Regions from separate parts of the Oryctolagus cuniculus genome. Here region 1 is linked to region 2. A link is a contact called in public Micro-C data. All regions are on one chromosome and are shown on one strand. Each heading gives the region's core, a stretch centred on a gene start, on an enhancer-like site or on the middle of the called end of the contact. The rest is flanking DNA. Distances are from core to core; before and after follow the strand shown.

Region 1 (5,227 bases), core at 1,495-3,994, 150 kb after region 2:
AAAAGAAAGCCCAAACTGATGAAATTTAACCCTAAAATGCTGAAGATTACCAGGACTTTCCTGTCATCAGGAAAAAATGTGGGCTCCAAGGAGAGATCAAGTTGACTTACTGAAAAAAAATAGTTCTATCTTTAACACACTTAAGGATGAAAATATTATTCCTGCTAATACACTAATCTGACTTCTGATGGAGTTGTTTCGAGTCTACTTCTTCCTTCTCTCCACCAGAAAGTCCAAGAATAAGTTAGCATACCCACAAGCACAGCCCCCCAACCCCGAGAAACAGGGCTGCTCTTCCATATCCTAACCCAGATGTGTCAAAGCCAACTACCCTTCTGACATGAGTGGAGTCTCATACTCCACAGCTCCGAAAGGCAAATGGCCTATGTTCTCCAATTCCGAGTTTGTTCTTGACCTCATTCTGCAAGAGCTAGGCATCTAGTCTTTGAACATGGCAAGGAGGGGAAGAAATGCAAAAGGCTTGATTTTTGACGTGTCATCCCAGGCTTCAATAAGAAGGCTGGCCATTACAACATTATCCTCCTATGCCCATGCTCCAAGACCCTTCATCACCCAGTCAGCCAACCAAGCCAACCAAGCCAGACTGGAAGCCTCTGCAATTTCAGCTAATAGCCAACATTCAGTTCCTCAGCAACCAGGGCCAGGTAACAAAGACTTGTTTCTCTCAGCTTGATCCAGGCTAATGGGCACCCTAATCCCTCCAAAGACTCAAATCAGCAGGGCACATTCCAAACATTTACTCTCCCATCATCATTCAGTGGGCCTAACACATTTCAGGAACAGGGAGAGCAACATTGTCAGCAACAATCCTAACTCTGAAGTCAAGACGGGGGCAGGAGCAGGGGCAGAATTGATATCCTCTCCCAGGATGACCACTTGAATCAAAGAGAAAAGTTTCTGGTCAAATTCATTGATGCCTATGCTTATGTTGTTAAACTCTGGGTCACTACATGGAACTCTACAGCTGCGTATAAAGCAGGAGTCTCTGGTTATTTTTTTTTTTTTTTTATGATTTTAAGCAGGCCTTCATTGCCTATGTCAATCGAGAAGTAAATATTCCAGACAGGGTTGAAAGTAAAGTAATTTCTCTCTTAGTATAAATCATGATCATCAAGATAATAATAACGATCCAACACTGGAATTATTGTGAAGCTCTGAGTTGGTATCTGTGAGGGTATTCTATGACCTGTCAAGCTGTCATGATAAATGTTCTTGTTGATGCTGCTAGCATCATCAGTTTGAGTCCCAATACTTCCACTCCAAGCACAACAGCTGTGTTGACTGGAATAACAATAGGATTATTCCTCAAATTCTTTAATAGCCCAAGGTTTGAGAAACAGACTATCTGCTCACACATACATAAGTACAAACACATATGTAATGTCCAAGTACTCATGCCTACACGTAGATCAAACCCTCAGATATGCAAGTACCCTGACTTCAGACCTACCCCACCCCAAGCCTACAAACCGCTCGCGCCCCCTGAAACCACACAGACATATGCCCACGGTCAGCTACCATGTTGATTCAGCAGAACTCTACACACTCATAACAGAAAGTGCTTAATTACTTCCACAAGTGGAACACTGGGCTTTCACCCTCTTGTTGACACTCGCTGTTGTCCAGCCTTGTTGTCTGTTGAGGGTATTATAACTCTGCAGGCTCTGGCTCCAAGCTTGATCGGCAGAGACGGGAAGGGAAGATCTTTAACCAAGGCGCCCCACTGCTTCCACAGGCCTGGCGAGTGTGCCCAACCCAGCAGTCAAGCAGATGCTGAGAGTCCTGATCCTCTCACTCGGCCCATCTCAGGGGGAGGATTCACATGGGGTGGGGGCCCTGTGGGGAGTCCTGGCTCACTAACTTTTCCCAGAATCAGGAGCCCAAGATAGACACTTGGCCCCTGACTTGATCCTCATGAGGGCCGCATGACCACATACACCCACGCAGAAAGCCTGGAGGATCAGATTCTATTCAAGAGGTTGAGTGAAAGAAGATCCCATCAGATCCTTCAAATCTATGGAGAAAGCAATGAAACACCACTCATTCAGAATCTGTGATGATTCCAGTCGGGCCTGGGCGAAAGCTTACCCTGCCTTCATTCTGCTTGCGCAGACAGTTTCGCTTCACAAGAGTTCCAACAAACTACTTAAGAGAAAAACTATTTTTGAAGGACGTCCCAGGACTGCAGAAACATTCATCAAACTACAGACACTAATATTAGCGATCTTAAATTCAATTTTGAAAGGATTTGGGGGGAGCCCACCATGTGCCAAAGTCAATTGCCTTTCTAGTTACTACATGCATTTTCATACGCAAAATCACATTGCTTTTCAAATATTTGCTATGTTGAACTGGCTACTAATTCACCCTGATTTCCTCTGCCTCAGTTAGTGTCGAGGGGTGTTGAAGACACGGGCTAGGTTCATAATCTTCCTCGAGTCCCCTCAGAATAGGCTGCACTCAGCAGTGAGCTGCACCAGCTTCCAAGTGCTGGTTGGACCCAGTCTAGAGGGGAGACAGGACCAATGGCAATAGGAAGGCATCACCATAGATCCTGGAGAGGACTTCCTGTCCAGAGACTATCATAGAAATTGGAGAATGTCCCTGTAGGAAGATGAACCTTTGCTCTCTAAAGCCACTTGGGGAAGGGGTCCTGGCAGGATTGGGGTAGAGGTGGAGGCAGAGGCAGGGAGGGCTGCTCGGAGGGAGCTGGGGCCTCCTCCTCCCTGATGGGGCCCTGGAGTTTGCCAGACAAGTTTCACCCCGGGCTGTCCCCCCTGCAGTGAGCATGGGGGGGAGGGGAGGGGTGCACCCCCAAGGAGACCACAGGAATGCCAAGCAGGGGAAAGGCGCCCGGAGCCAAGGGCTCCAGCAACAAGGATCCAATATCGGCGGGTGACTCCAGCCCCCGTAACAGGAGAGACCGTAAAGTATGTGCTCTGCTTCCCAACCAGCAAACACAGCAAATAACCAATTACTCCAAATAGCTAACAGATTGCAGCTCTGATTTCCCTCCCTCGCCTCCCCTGTGCCTTCACTTGTCATTTGATGGGCGATTTGTATTTGCTCTGAGAAAATGAGAGAAAGAATGAGTCACAAAGGAAGGTCCAGATTCCACCGGTGACGGGCATCAAACCTCCCTCATCAGAACTAGCGGGCCTGGGGGTAGGCGGGCTTCACCGGCAACACATCTAAACCAGAGACGTTCGTAAGGGAGCAGAGGTCTGGGACGCTCGAGCACATACCGTCATTCCCACTCACCCAACATGGCCCAATACACGTCCCCAGGAAACCCACAGGAGGAGAACCCGAGCATCTTCCCAATTAGCACACTTGACACGTGCACAAGTGCAGGTAACAGCATGAATGCTGAGAGACTCCTCCAGAGGTGCAACCATGAAGTTCAGAGCCAGCTGCCCCGGATGCCTTCTGGAAACGCTTCCTCACTTGGGAGCCACACCCTGTAATTGATGCCTTGGCTCAGAAAAGCTCTGCTTCAAAGTCTTGGGGTAAATTGTCAGTACTCAGGAGTCGCAATGAGGCATTTCCCCCTACCCAACCCAAAAAAAGACTTGGCATTAAGGGCAATGGGGCTGCCCTTGGAGAATCTACCATGAAATAAATGCAGAGCAGGTCAGAGCAAGGAGAGACGACATCATCTCAACAGGGAAAAATGCCTTCTCCACTAAGCCTTAACCGGAAGTGGGACGAGTGCCTGCCTACATCTAGAGAAAGAACAGGTCAGTGAGGAAGGAACGGACAGGTCCAGAAAGAGCAGTGAGGGTTGAACGAGGACAGTTGTCTAGAGCAGCGCCTCGGCGGACAGGAAGCCTAGGCCAGGGACCAGCACTGCCTCTGGAAACAGATGATCAGTCACAGAGACTCTTCGGCTCACTCTGGCTTCTGTCTGGTCTCCAGCAATCCGTCTTCCCAATTGCGGAGCCCATAGAGAAAGCAAGGGCTGGCCAGCGTCCAGGGTCACATGCCCCGGGCAGACCTCCTGCTTACTGTGAACTCGTAAACTCGTAGCCTCGGCTGAGAAGTTTAAACAACGTGCCTCCAACCCTGAAAAAAACCAGCCCAGCAAGTGTCTGAACCCACCAGGTTAAGAATGCGCTCAGCCAAGACTACAGAAATTTCCCGAAAGGGACACTGCTGGGCCGTGGGTCTGCTGGGAGCGACTCTCCTTACTTTTAAACTCCCACAGAGGCGCCCACAGCACTCTGGATAACACCTGACCACCACCACAAATGCAGCAAACAAACTGCAGCCCAGGGGGAAAGCCCCAGGGGAGGGTCCGACTCCTCTTCCCTCTCCCACCCTCCTGGACTTCTGACTGGCAAAGAAACACTACAGCAAATCTAAACTATTTCCTTCTCCCTTTTATCTGAGTGTGGCGTTAGAAGGGGCCATGTGTTAACGGACAGAATCTAGCTATTGTCCCAGCACTTGACAAGCAAGGACTTCCCTCCCCGAGGCCAACCAAAACACAGAGAGAACATCTTCTGGTGCAAAATAAAAGCATAAGCTGAGAAACAAGACAAATGCTATGCTGAAGAGCTGAATGAGAACCAGAAGCAAACAAGCTGTTGATTTCTGTTCACAAATGCGGCCCTGAAGGACAGAAAACCTGCTTGATGAGCAACACGACTGTCCAACTTAAAACTACAGCAAAGGCTTTGATTTCCAGCAAAATGACAACCCAGACAACCAGAGAAACCCTCCAAGAAAGAAGACCTAAATTAACATATATCTTTAAAATCCACTTTAAATGCATGACTGAGTTAATGGGAATGTAAAGAAAATCCTTAAGGGCAGATGAGAAAGGAAAAATCCCAAAGAACCAAGGAGCCAGAATGCATACTAAGGGACCCAAAAGCCACAAGCTGAACATTTAGTTGTAAGTGAATCTGGGTTTGTAGTGTCTCCAGGCATGTGGTGAAAGTAAACACACACACTCTTTGGAAGAATGTGACTTCCATCCAGGCCTCAAGGAATTCTCAGACAAAGTTCCAAGGAACATGAGTTCACAATCAAAAAATAGAAAAACACATAAGGAGCGAGACACCATGAGCAAGAGCCAGCTCGAGCCAACCGAGGCAAAACTCAAACCTGCCAGGACGACAGGGATCAGAATGGTCAGAAGTGGGGCTTTGGGGGTGGGAGAGGGGAATATTTAAAGAAATAAAAGGCATTAAAAATACAG
Region 2 (5,367 bases), core at 1,080-3,579:
GTCCCTTTGTTCTGGGAAGACCACCATTTAGGCAAATCAATCAACATAAATAAAAAAAATCTTGGAGGCATTCTGCATCCCAGGGCAACATCCTGGGACACAAGTGGTCTCCCTGAGCCCGCAAAGCTGTGTGGCTGGCATCACCAGCTCCTGCCTTTGCCGCCGCCTTGCCCCGGCTCTACGTGGGAACAGGGACACCGCTCAGCAGCAGCCCCCGTCTCCTGGCTGGGCTGCTGCTTCGAGAGGAATGCTACTTTTCTCCATATGGACTTGGACTGCCTCGTGCCTATAAATTATGGCAAGTTCGCAGGGAGCTATGGAGGTTTTTGTTGGAAGAGGTATGTGCCGGAGGGCTGAAGGGGAAACCCCCAGGGGTTGCAGGAAGGACCCGGAGGCCTGGACTTCAGCTCAGACTGGGGGAGGCCGCGTGAGGGAACTAGACGGTGCAGGCTGCCTGCTGGGGGCGAGGTAAGGGTGAGAAGCCCTCACTGAACGGGGGTGCTCCCTATCCGGTGCCAAGCCCACAGGCAGTTCATCTCTGGAGGCACAGGACGAAGGACTGGAGGGCTTGGGAGCGTGGAGCCTCGTCTGCACTCTGCCTGAAGACCCTGGGAGGGCCACAGTGCTCCAGCCTCCACAACCCAAGGGCTGGCCCGAGTCCCACTAGCCTCTCACTTCCCTCTGTCATCTCAGACTCTTTGGTGATTCTTTAAGGTCACAGCCGAGATCCCCTGCTGCCCCTCCTACCAAGACGTGGCTCTGAAAGGCTCAGCTGCAGAGACGGTGACGGTGGGTACAGCGGTGTGGCAGTGACAGGGAAGAGAGAATCCTTCCTCACACTCCTCCCCAGGGCAGCTGGAGCAGCCACGCTCTGAGCTAAGACACCTGGGGTGCGGCACTTTCTGCTGGCCTCCCGGGCTGAAAAAGGAAGGCCTCCACCCCTGGGAGCCCCATGACTGGGACACTTTAGCTCTAGCTTGCACCTAGCTGGGCCCTCCGGCTACATGTTGGGAGAGACCCCAGGCTGACATCACACAGGGATGGCATCACCCTGCTTCCCGCCTCCCCCCTTGCCTGTCCTTAGTCCCTGGTCCCTTCTTCCCTGGGCCTCAGTGAGTAGGCAGGAACACCTCAGGGACACCCCGGCTGTGTGTGTGCCAGGGCGGGGCAGCAAGGGTGAGGACGGGCAGGATGACCTGCCCAAAGAGCGTCCTACAGGGAGACAGTGGCACACCTGCATTGCAACCCTTCCCCTTATGGTTGGTGGGCAGCACAAGGAAACTCTGGGGTAGCCTCAGGGCTGCCACAGGGGAGGGAGAGACACTTCCTCAGTCCACTTGAGGGCAGCAAGAGTACCCTGGGGTGAGCAGCAAGCTCCGGAGTGACCACCAGAGGGCTCGGGGGACCCTGGGAAGCTGCCTCTGGAGGGCAGCCTGCCCTGACCCATGGCCTGGCTTGTAGCCCTTGAGCAGATGAGAAGGTAGTGAGCTTCTCGTCTCAACAGGTATGAGATGGAAGCGGAAGTCCTTTGTCATGCAAGAGGTTGTCACAGGTCCACCTAGCTCCGAGATCCTGCTGACATGGCCCAGGCAAACCAGCACCGCGTTCCCAGCAGGCAACCACACACTTAACACCCTGTCACCGGCCATCAAGGAGACAGAGAGGACAGAACCCGCCTGGGATGGGGGAGACAGACACAAGTTTCATTCACAGTCTCAGCAGAGCCAAATGCAGCTGTTGGCAGCTCATAGCAGATGATTAAAGAGACAGCTCACATTTGCCTAAAATAACTAGAGAATTAAAGGAATAAAACCATTAGTCCCAGGCAAAGGAAGCCGGCAGTTTTAGGGCATCAGGATGTCTCAGACCAACAGAGGCCTCTTTGAGGGCAGGGACAGCGTGTTCCCCAGTGGACAGAGGCTTCCACCGGCACAATCTTGTCCCCTGCCCCATGTCACACACCGCTTTGGCCAGGAAACTCTCTGAGTACACGTGAGACTCCAGTGAGCCTGCTGACTGGGGCTCCAAGGTGAGCTACGGCTGAGGACACAGCACGCCCGCAGCAGCCCAGGTGAAAGGCAGCAGGCAGTAGCCCTGCTCTCCTAGCAGGGTCTGGTCCACATGCAGTAGCTCCAACCCACAGCCGGACCCTAAGGCTACAACTACAGCATTCTCTCCCTCCCTGAGCGTGTGGCACTCCATGCTGCTTCCCGCATCTCTCTGCTCAGCACTGTCAAGAACCAGTTGCTCTTGGACACAGGTGTCCCCTGCTTAGCCTCCACCTCCTTCCCGGAGCGAACAAGTCTCCCTGGTGCCCAGGACCCCTGAGGCCAGCTGCAGCCATGTCCCCTCAGCATGCTGGCTTCACTTCTTCCACTGCGGGTCCTCTGGCCTGCCTGGGGCCTGCTCTGCACTGGGCCCTGCCTGTGTGTGCCCACAGTGAGCCACCTTCTATGGGCCCCGCACTCAGGTGATTCCTCCTGGGCTTTCGCTTGTCACATACCTGTCCCAGATCACGGACCTGGCACAGAGCACAAGCGTCTGAACCGAGCCTGTCTGCAATGGAGCTGTCGAATGGAATGATTTGGGCTATTGGCCAGGAAGCTCGGGGGCTGGAGAGGAGGAGAGGACATGCCAGCTGCTCGGCTGGGGCCTGGGGCTGTAGTCTCTCAGAGCCTGGTTGGGTCCAGAGGGGAGGCTCACTGAGCTCACAGAGAACTAAGCTGGCCTCACCTCTGGCTCCAGTGTACACTCACTCACTCCAGCCTCAGTTTCTTCCTCCCAAATTGTCAAGCTCACTCCTGCCCTGGCCCCTTACAGGAAGGTGGTCAGGATCGGATGAGAAGCAAGGGCATGTACCTGCAGGACAGCAAGCTCACTACCTCCCAGGTGAGCACTGGGTCTGTTGGCTCCGGGTCTTCACTGAGCAGCTCACCAGAAGGCCCCAGAAAACCGGAGGACAGAGGCGGCTGGCACAGCTTCTGTCAACACCCGGGTGGAGGAAAGACCCTGTGAACTAGACACAGTGATACCCTCTGCCTGAGGAGCCTTCCCCAAGCACTTCCCTGGCCCTGGCGCGCTCTGCCCTCACCCCAGGCCATGTACCAAGGTGTGGGTTCTATCACCCACCCTGAAGGAGCCACATCTGAAAACCAACCAGATTCCACTGGGTGAGCAGTAGCTGGGCCCCCATCCCTAGAAGACACAGGAGTCCCGTGGCAGTGAGGGCGTTCAGGGTAGCCCAGGGGACTGGGATGAAGAGCAGGCGGCAAAGGCAGGCAGCTGGTTCAGACCCATGGCAGGAAGTCACAACCAAGATTCATCCTGGAAAAATGCAACTAATGCTACACAGCTGGGGCTGCTAATCAGAAACACAGGCCCAGAGGTGGCAGCAGGGACAGGCCCAGAGGGCAGGGTCAGCAGGGAGGTGGCAATGGGCAGCCAGTTCTCAGCCCTCACTCTGCCCTCCCGGCTGCCGTTTGGAGACAGTAGCTGACACCTGGCCATCTGCAAGGGGCAGCGTCTCTCCCCCTGCCCAGGTTACTCATCAACAATGCTAAACACTGGCCTCAACAACAGCTAAGTCTCCTGGGGGTGGTGTAGGGCGCAGGGCCCTTTCCCTGGGAGTCTCCTTCTCAGGTGAGGAAGGCCTCATCTTTAGCACCAACATCAGAAAACTCTTCCCTTCCCCCAGCACAGCCAACCAGCAGGAGAGCTATACAAGGGGCCCTAAGCCCTCAGTGGGCTTCCTCTCTGGACACAGACTCCTCTGTGGGAGGGGGGAACAGGGAGAAAGACTGGGCCCCCACCCCTGGCAGTGCCACCCACTGAGCTCAGGGAGCTATGTGCCAGGCACAGGGTCACAAGGAGGCTCCTCTAACTGCTCCATCCTCACGAGGCACGTGGTCAGGCTGGGGAGAAAAACAAGAGGGCAATTCAGTGGAGACCAGGTCAGTGGCAGGAGAGTGGCAGGAGGCTCCCCCTCCTCAACCCACCATCTCTGGATAAACTCAGGACTAAAGAGAGGGTGTGGCCCATCATTGGGACGGAGGACAGAGAGCCCTCCACAAGGCAGGAGAGGCCCGACCCTGCAGACCCCAAGCCCCCTGCGTGGACCCTGCATCTTCTGGGTCTCCTCATGCTCAGCCCCAGGCCCTGCCCTGGCTCAGCCCAGGTAGCAGCAAAGGCCCCGTCATCAGCACCAGCATCAGATCCTGCAACTTGTCTCCAGCGGGCACTGGATTTGCTGGGGACTTGGAGTACCCTGGTGGCTCCACCCTTCCTGGGTGACACAGCCCTTTCCTGCCCCACTCAGACTGACCCAACAGAGTCCACCCCAGAGAGGCTCGGCCCTCTGACCTGCCTCCTGCCCAGCCTTCTCGCTAGCTCGGATTTTGATCACCATCTCCCCCACGCTGCACCTGGCAGTCGGCTCTGAAGTGCGAGGCTTGGTGTCCAGCTGTCCTCCCAACTCAGGGAAGCAGATGGCAGGAGTGAGGCCAGGCCTTGTGGCACAGGTTTGAGAAATGCAGGTGAGGGCAATGGAGGCTGAGAGAAGCAAATGTGAGCCAATGTGTGGGAGGGATACAGCAGAATCTGCGTGTGCGACGAGGAACGGAGGGGTCGAGTGTGAAATCAGGAGCTGGGGCGGAAGAAGCAGCGGGGGTCAGAGGGTAGAGGGTTAGGAGCAGGGCAGAGGGGATGGGGAACTAAACAGCCATGGCGGGAGCTGGGAGCCGCTGTGCTGGAGGTTTCCTTACTGTCTGAGTGTTTGCCATGGAATTTCCCGGCCTAATAAAGAAGAATTTAAATAGACCACAACTTGCTTCGTGTTGACTGTATAAATAATCCAAATCCCCAGTTCCCTTTGTTCCACAGGCTATTTGTGTCAAGAAAGAAAGGGGGAGAATCCAACAGAAGCTGCTGTCCCAGATAGCGGGATTTGGGGACTCTCTGTTCTTCTCCATCAGGGCCCCAGGGAGCAGCAGTTGAGGCCTGGAAGAAGAATATTTGGGTTTCCCAGCCAAGTCTTCCATTGGTGAGCACACACAGAGGCACTGAAGCCCCACACTGACTCACACACTGACGTGTACAGCGCACGTGCACGCACACAGGCACATAATCCCAGCACTGCCCCCGTGCATCGGTGCACCGCACACGTGTGTGCACGCACAGACATGCAGTCCCAGCACGAACTCCCACGCACATCCAGTGTACCTGTGTGCACATGAGGACACTATCAGCACACTAACTGTTGTGTATACATGCGTGCATTAACACAAATGCTGACACAGGCCGACTCGTGTGTACAGGAAAACATGCACTCAGACACAGAGAATTGCAGCACCTCCCGCTGCCTCCCTCTGC

What was found. Hi-C and Micro-C count contacts between places; a contact is called where the count stands out from the background.
Region 1: a contact with region 2 is called in a Micro-C map of ear pinna, with 2.8 times the contacts expected there. The contact joins two enhancer-like sites. A contact is called at or near these places in 3 of 6 Hi-C or Micro-C datasets (ear pinna, skin fibroblasts and an unstated tissue).

Annotation. Positions count from the first base shown.
Region 1 is chr2:131,208,082-131,213,308 of mOryCun1.1, forward strand. The region is part of intron 43 of DYSF (dysferlin); the gene reads right to left. Among named protein-coding and RNA genes, the nearest start is that of DYSF, 150 kb to the right of the region's middle. Within about 2 kb of position 2,745, at least 1 of the 8 cell types and tissues checked has an H3K27ac peak or open chromatin away from gene starts, as enhancers often do. A contact at or near this core is called in ear pinna, where this site is marked.
Region 2 is chr2:131,058,557-131,063,923 of mOryCun1.1, forward strand. All of the region lies in intron 2 of LOC127488392 (a long non-coding RNA gene), which reads right to left. Among named protein-coding and RNA genes, the nearest start is that of DYSF, 300 kb to the right of the region's middle. Within about 2 kb of position 2,330, at least 1 of the 8 cell types and tissues checked has an H3K27ac peak or open chromatin away from gene starts, as enhancers often do. A contact at or near this core is called in ear pinna, where this site is marked.